2 separate regions of the Mus musculus genome follow, and region 1 is linked to region 2. The links are chromatin contacts, called in public HiChIP or PLAC-seq maps. All regions are on one chromosome and are shown on one strand. The core of a region is the stretch at or near the end of the contact, and the rest is flanking DNA. Distances in the headings are between cores, read along the strand shown. Region 1 holds the start of Cstl1 (cystatin-like 1). Region 2 has its middle 34 kb from the start of Gm24221.

The links. HiChIP or PLAC-seq counts read pairs in DNA pulled down with a chosen protein or histone mark.
Region 1: an H3K27ac HiChIP or PLAC-seq map of trophoblast stem cells shows a contact between it and region 2, with 13 times the contacts expected there. The contact joins the promoter of Cstl1 here to the enhancer-like site in region 2. A contact is called at or near these places in 5 of 39 promoter capture datasets (the 3T3-L1 cell line, the SN4741 cell line, embryonic stem cells and 2 more), 4 of 15 datasets of contacts at CTCF or cohesin (the NIH/3T3 cell line, large pre-B cells, pro-B cells and 1 more), 24 of 484 Hi-C or Micro-C datasets (B cells, LSK cells, the N1E-115 cell line and 15 more), 7 of 115 datasets of contacts at active chromatin or transcription factors (the NIH/3T3 cell line, astrocytes, bone marrow-derived macrophages and 4 more) and 1 of 9 other capture datasets (macrophages).

Annotation. Positions count from the first base shown.
Region 1 is chr2:148,748,915-148,752,665 of GRCm38.p6, forward strand. Cstl1 (cystatin-like 1) reads left to right here and starts at 1,447. Exons shown (of 4, transcript NM_177655.4): 1 at 1,447-1,486; 2 at 1,897-2,240. The coding sequence starts at 2,013.
Region 2 is chr2:148,115,386-148,119,567 of GRCm38.p6, forward strand. No RefSeq gene overlaps it. Among named protein-coding and RNA genes, the nearest start is that of Gm24221, 34 kb to the right of the region's middle. Within about 2 kb of position 1,971, at least 8 of the 459 cell types and tissues checked have an H3K27ac peak or open chromatin away from gene starts, as enhancers often do. A contact at or near this core is called in extraembryonic endoderm stem cells and trophoblast stem cells, where this site is marked.

The DNA of each region.
Region 1 (3,751 bases), core at 197-2,696, 630 kb after region 2:
AAGAAAGAACTGAACCCCAAGTTCAGTTAAACAGAATGTTTCGTACACCTCTGTCCTTCTGCTGGCACATAACAATCCAATTTTGTTGGCTATATTTAGCTTAATTAATAGTGTGTTGATTGTCAATAAGCAGAGTTCTTCCTCCACCCAAGTAGCAGAGCTTACTTAACAAGTCATTTCTAATACAGAGGAGAAAGGTATAGGTGAGACATCTATTTTGTAGTGAGTTCGGCTCATCCAACCTAGAGTGTTCTAAAGCTTCCATGTCTGGAGCTCGACAGATTCTAGGACTCTATGGAGCACAATATGGACGCTGTGGTACCCTAATAGTACTATAAACTATTATTACTGGAGGGACACAATGAAGCTTAGACTAGGACTAGGAGCTCATCAGACAATGGATCCAGCATATGAATCAGATTCAGGAAGAATCACACAGATGATTTTGAGAAATCTCCAGTGCTGGACACAAGGACAAATGCTAGGTGTGGTGGCACACACCTTTAATCCCAGTACTCAGTAGGCAGATCTCTGTGAGTTCCAGGCCTGCCAGAACTCTATAATGGGACTCTGTTTCAAAAACAGAGATGAAAAAATCTAGGCTCAGGGAGATTAAGTAGCCCAGAATCTCCAGAGTACAGCTGGAGCATGAGACATGTGTGTTGCCTGCCATATCACTCTGCTTCTCAATGACTAGTTTTAGTTTTTAACGTTTAAACTTTAATTTTGAAATAATATGAAACTTACAAATAGACTGAAAAGATCCCGAACAAACAAAAGCCCACAGAACCTCGCCTAGGTCTTTAACCTCCTGAAACATTGACATAATCCCAGTACAACTATAAAACTAAGAAGTTAGCATTTCACAATACAGTCACTACAGTACATTCAGATTGTGGTATATGTGCGTGCGTGTGTGTGCGTGCGTGTGTGTGTGTGTGTGTGTGTGTGTGTATGTTGGTGCAGGTAGATGTGTATGAAGGCCAGAGGTTGCTATTGGAATGTCTTACAGCATTACTCTCTGTCTTATTTTTGAGGCTAGGTCTCTCAATGAACCTAGACTTAGCATTTTGTCCACACTGATTGACAGGTGAGGCCCTGGGACCCACCCATATTTGCTTTCCAACACTATGGCTATTAGTGTTCACAGCCCAATCTGACTTTTCTGTGAGTGCTGAGGATCTAAGCTAGGATCCTTATGCTGACACTGAAGAAAACATCTCTCTAGTCCAAGGCTTTGTTGATTCTCTTACTATTGTTCTTTTGCTGGGGGCAAAACATTAGGGTACTGTAATGAGCTCTTAACATACAGGTTGCACCCTGCAGCGATAATTTCTGAGTAAGACTCCTGGCTGACTTCACATGGGGAGCTTGGGGTTACCTCACAAAGCTCTGCTGGGTCATAACAGGATTACAAGGGATAGCCTGGGAACCTGCCAGCACAGTGGGAAACAGCAGAGAGAAATCTGTGGCAGGTAGGAGGCAGGTGAGTAAGGGGACCTGACTGAGGAAGCACAGGGGTTGCTGGTGACTTGATAAGGTGGGTGGAATATACTACGCCAGGTTCCATGTGGTCAATTCCTTTGTCTCAGTTCAAATACAACTTATTCCATAAACTTTCATCTATTTCCATACACAGTGCCCTCTGCTATAGCATGTCTTTATTGTGTGGCTCTGAAGTCTGTTCTTGGGATCACACTACATGTACAGGCAAGGCTAGGGAACGCTCTCATGGCTTGGTATGTGTGCAGAGACAACCTCTTAACCTGGATTGCTAAAGAACAGAATGGCCATTGCTAGTGGCAGGAGCACTGCTCTGGCCCTTGGGAAGTTTTCCATGGATAGTGTCCTTAGCACTTTGGAAGAGTGAACTCAGTGTCTTGATCTCTGCTTTAGGGTCCGTGAAGCTGTCTCCCAGGAAGCCAATGCCGGCAAGACTGCTGTGGAAGGCGGAGAGAACTGTTGCTGCACTCGAAAGCTGGCAGCACTGCAGCTAAGTGCCTTCCGAAGCCATGGAGATGAAGGCCAGAGGTTTGAGGATCCCCTTGCTGCTGTTGCTGGTGACTGTGGTCGTAATGGCTAAGGTGAATCACATCCAGAGGTGGGGGGGTTTCAAGGAGAAGGCCATGAGCAAGAAAAACATCAACTCGACACTCCATTTTTTCATCCGCTCTTACAACAACGCAAGCAACGACACCTACTTGTATCAAGTTCAGAAGCTAATTCAAGGTCAGATGCAGGTTTGTGCTTTGTTGCCCGGACATCAACACAAGCCCCATCCTGCTTCTTGAGACATATGGGGATTTTCTATAACCAAGTCCTGGAAACTCCTCAGGTAGCTTCATGTGCAATGGGTGCACACGATATCTCTGAGTTAAGCAGCTCATTTGGTCATCACAGCCAGGTCGTGACCTAGTCTGGCCTCAGGCTGGAAACTAATCCTTACTACCTTTTCCTTGGCCAAAAGCTGACCTGTAGCTACTCTGCATTGTTCTATGGGAGAAATTGCATTTTGTTCTGCCTACCAGAGGGCAGCATGGGGATGTCTTTTTTTTTTTTTTTTTTTTTTTTTAATGATATTATCTGGAAAAACCATAAGCAGGCTCTGTAGATTCCTTTACTTCCAACAGCATTTTTATTTCTTCAGTGTCCAGGACTGTAAATCAGGATTGAATTTTGTGTTTGAGACATTTAGAGCAACAAGTCTTTGGTGAGAGCAATGGGGTCAGGGAATGCAGCCAGATTAATTCTACCTGTTTTTAGGCACAGTCCTCCCTCCTTCCATGTGAGTGCTAGGATCACATGTGCGTGTCATTGTGCCTTCTCTTTTGTTTTACACACAACTTTGTTGTGAATCTTATCAGTCGAAAGGCGGTAGAGGAAAGCATTTGCTTGAAAACTATTGAGCCAATGTTTCCTCAAGGTCAGATCAAACCAGTCAGAAACAATTCTGCTTCCTAGCTATGCAGTTTTGAGAAGAAATCGTTCACTATGAGAGAAGATTACTAGTCAGAGAGAATGGAAAGCAGATGGAACAGGAGTTAACAGCAAGAAGGGGAAGACATGGGGCCGGGTGGGCAATGTAAGTTTGATAGCTAAAGTTCCTTAATCCCAACACAGACATTCCTGGGGATTCCTTGGTATTATGCACTATAACCACAAGGTGGCGCTGCTTCGTCTTCACTTTGATCGGTTTCCTTAAACTATAATTGAGATACTAATATAACCTGTGAAATCAACCTTCTACCATTAACAGTTAACTAGTCGAAAATATTTTTTAAATGTTTATATGCAAACTTGAAGTTATTTAAAGTGATAAGCGGACAATTTGGACCTGTCACTTGGAAAGGGAGGATCATGGACACAGGTTTCTGGACATCTCAATATCTAGATGTGACTTTGAACGTCTCAATCCTGCAAAGAGGGGGTAGTAGACAAGCGTGGTAAGTGGTGGGCCTGGTTTCACCTTTCAGCTGTTCCCAGCTGTGGAATCATGATTACGCATCATCTAGAATCTTTCCTGCCGCTTCTTCAGAGGCAAAATGAGTCAGAACAGCAACAATTTAGCACAATGCTGCCACCTAGTGGCACTTGTCAAATATTTACTGATATGGCTGTATTCTAAGTGAACAATGGAGACTAATAGTGAGTAAGAAGTTTCATGTGCATGCATGTTTTAGGTTTCCTCTACATACAACCTGCCGATGGCTAGGCAGTGTGACAGTGGTTGGCACAGTTCTACAACATCCCC
Region 2 (4,182 bases), core at 721-3,220:
TTATCAAAACAAACTTACTAACCAACCCCTAAAGCAAGTCATGTATTCCCATTGTATTTACATTTGCATCACGGCCTTTAATGATTTTCATTTTGTGTGTTCATGTGTGGGGTGTGTGTACCTGTTTATGATGTGTGCATGTGCATGTAGTTACATATATGTATGTATATTATATGCCTGGAGGTCAGAGGTAAATACTAGACATCTTCTTCCATCCCTCTCTACATTATATTTTGAGGCAGGGTCACATGGACCCAGAGCTCATCAATTTAGACGTCCATGGAACTTCATCAGCACTGGGCTACACACAGACATCACTGTGTCCAGTTTTTACATGGATGCTGAGTATCCAAACTCTGCTCCTCATGCTTGCACACTAAGCTCTTTCCTGATGGAGTCTCCTCTTCAGCTCCTGCAGCAGTCCTATTTATATGCCTGCGATTTATCATCTGTCCTTCCTACTAGAGTACAGGCTCCGTATTCTGAACATCTATCCTGGCGTACTGTAGGCACTGAATAAAATGTATTGAATATATGCATAAACAAGACAGTTTTGAAACAGGTCCAACTTGTGACAAGCACAAGGGATTTTTAGAATGATGCATTTCTTTAGGACTTTGTGGGCTAAGTGTGGGTCAAGGAGGCATGCCTGTTAAATGTTGTGACTTCAGTCATGTAAATTAGAAAAATCCACAGAGTATAACCCAGGTGATATTTCCCTGCCTTATAGTATCTGTTTTCCTCTGGGCCATCACTTCACTCACCAATCAAACCTGTGACATCAACTGTTCTCACTCATTAACCTGCCTGAGTTCATCTTTAACCACCAGGGACAGTTCCCCATCATAAAGCACACCTCCTCTTTCATGACTTGGGCCTGGTTTTCTTGCTCCATGGTTTCCTTGCTCCATGGGAGCCTAGTCTATTGCAAGCCTGATTAAATGGAAGACAGAGCCTATGCAGGACCCTCAGCCACAGAGTCCGTGGGTCTTGGGCTAGTAATGTGCCAGTATCCCACCCCTAGGGCCATTCCAAATATGAGTTACTGAACTTCCAATGTTTTTAAATGTCTATCTGCTAACTAGTCATCCACACCCCATTACTCTTCCCCTTGCCTCCTCCGCCTTTCTTACACAGTCCCCTACTGTGCTTTTTCAATTCCAGCAAGTTCTTTTCCATCATGTCCTCCTGGTGGCACATTTCCAGCAAATACTTGCCTTTGTGCTCACACTGGGAAGAATGTACTGGAAAGAGTCAGGGCATAGTAAGTAGTGCATTTTCTCTATTCCTCTTACTTAGTATCTTCCTCATCAGGACAGAGCCTGTGCCACTGGCAAGCCTGGCCTCTACCTGGACCTGTGAAGGAATGACTTTCTGGGAGTGCGCTGGACCACCAGCAGCCCTATTTAGGAGTCAGTTAGAATTCAGAGGTGCAGGCTCTACCTTGGAGCTGTGGGATCAGAAACGGAGTTGGCTCAGTACCACAGATGCCAATACTAATAGCTTTCCACAGGATCCAGCTCCAGGAAGTGTGGAGACACCACTTTAAAGTCATCCCAGTCAAATGGATGGGCAGTTCTCTCCTGCACTGACTACTAGTGGGAGGTTTGCTTAGGATCATGTGATGACTCTTAGCAGTGATGACAGATGATCTCAATATTATTTAACAAATATGATTATTCTTATTGTAGGTAGATGGCATAGGGCTTTGCATTGGAGACCACTATGTGGACCATCAGCTTTTATCAGTGTTGGGTGCATCCCTGGATATTTTATCATTTCCATACTTGCCATACTGGGGCTCATTTGTGCTTCCAACAGCCGCCAGTGCCTATATACCTCAGGGGGTCTGACCTGAGGCTTTGATTGTTTTGCTTGTGTGGGGAGCTGAGACAAGCTATTAACCAGTGACGGAAGTGTCCATGACTCATTGGGACTCACAGGACTCAGAAAAGCAATCAGAACCACCTATGTGTTGTTACGACAGCAGGACACAGATTAAAATCAGCAGAATCGAATCACTGGGGTCAGGCTCAGAGTACCAAGCTGTGGTACTCCAGCTTCTCTTCCCCAGGGGGCTCTGACAGCAGAGCCTGATTTTCCCTCCACTGTTGAGGTAAGCCACACTCATATAGCTTTACTAACCAGGGACACGAAGTATCCAATAGTCACACAGACATGACTGCTCATCTGGCTCATTATAATCTCTAGCGCCCTCTGAGGTCAAACAGACACCTAGGCCCCCACCATAAATGGCATTGTTAACATGGGCTATCTGGTGTGGCCCAAGGTCCCAGCTAAATAAAGACTCTTATCACCTGGGACATTCCAAGGTCTGAGAGGTGACCTCCCTTAAGCTGTCCAGTAACTAGATCTTTCTTAGAACTGATTTAACCCTTTGCTGAATGTAGAACAAAGTACTCCAGATGTCTCATTGCCCACTGAGCCTACCCTAGCTGTGTCCAGCTGTGACTCCATCTCCAGTGCTCCCTGGCAGAATGGATCACTCTAGAGTACCGGGTCCTGGCTTATTTCTCCCTTTCCCAATTTTGTCATCTCCCCTGCTTGTTATTGTTCTGGGGCATATCCTAACTGAGTCCATTCATCCCCTTGTTTCTGAGGATGTTTCTTGCAGGGAATGCAGACAACATTAGATGCTATAAAGCTTTTCTACGTCCCAGATTTCCATTTCCTTGAGCCTCTTGTGAGTCACTGTGATGTCCTAGTCTCTCTGTGCAGTTCCCCACACCAGACAGAGCCCTACTGACATTGATCACACTGTCTTACCAGCTCTTAGCTTGCACCACTCCCTGCCGTGTTGCTTTCTTTGCACCTACATTTTTTTCAGAAGACCCACGGATTACCATCGTCCTATGCAGCATTGATAGCCCGTGGAATCTGCTGTTTCTGCTGGCCTCTGATGCCATGGTCCTCCATAAAACCTCTTGCCAGGTACCAGAGACTTGGTAAAGGATTTCCTGAGAACTGAAGGCTGCCTTCTATGAAGCAGGTTTTACATCTTTTGAAGGCATCTGACAGTCCTGAGTCAATTATGGGTGCTAGGACCCAGATGAAACTGTCATACTCCTTTTACTTGGTGACCCACTGTCATTAGCACAACAGTTCTCAACCTGTGGGTTGTGACCGCCACAGGGGACATGTATCAGATATCCTTCATATCAGATATTCACATCATGATTCCTAACCTTAGCAAAATTACAGTTATAAGGTAGCAGCAAAAACACATTTATGGGGGGGGGTCACCAGAGCATGAGGAAGTGTATTAAAGGGTCCCAGCATTAGGAAGGCTGAGAACCACTGCTGTAGGAAGGCTTCTCAATCAGGCAATGACTTCTTGGTTTTTTTTTTTTTATATTTTTTATTAGGTATTTTCCTCATTTACCTTTCCAATGCTATCCCAAAAATCCCCCATATCCTCCCCCACCCACTCCCCTACCCACCCACTCCCACTTTTTGGCCCTGGCGTTCCCCTGTACTGGGGCATATAAAGTTTGCAAGTCCAATGGGCCTCTCTTTTCCAGTGATGGCCGACTAGGCCATCTTTTGATACATATGCAGCTAAAGACAAGAGCTCCGCTTATCACCTCTCCAAAGGCAATTTCTCAGGCAAGGATGGGAGTAGGGGGTGGATGAAGTTTTACCTTAAACACCTCCCACACACAGGAAGGACAGAATTTTGTCCCTCTGCCTGCTGATATTGCTCTTTTCCTCTCTCACCATCCTTTCTCCTGTTAGTGAGAGTCTCCTTATATGACTTCTGTTCAGCATGACAGAAGCCTTCCTACCTACCAGTTCCTCATTACAACATCTTTGCAGTCTCCAATTCCATCCAAATTTCATGCAACCCAGAGAAATAAGAGGACAGAACTATGCTCATTTTACTGATGAAAAGATGTAGACCAGAGAAGGATACAGCCAGCTGTGCATGCCAGGCACTAGCATATCAATGTAGGATTGTAATGTAGGTATTAAAATTATTATTGTTACACAGTTTATTGACATTTTCATTTAGAATACTGTATATTTGGACCATTTTCCTCACCATTCTCCTCTTTTGCTCTCCTCCCCCTAGCTACCTTTCTCTTCCTAAATATCCCTGCTTCTGTTTCCATGTTACATGCTTTTGTGTATACACATATAAAGCAAAGAGTATTAGTCTTC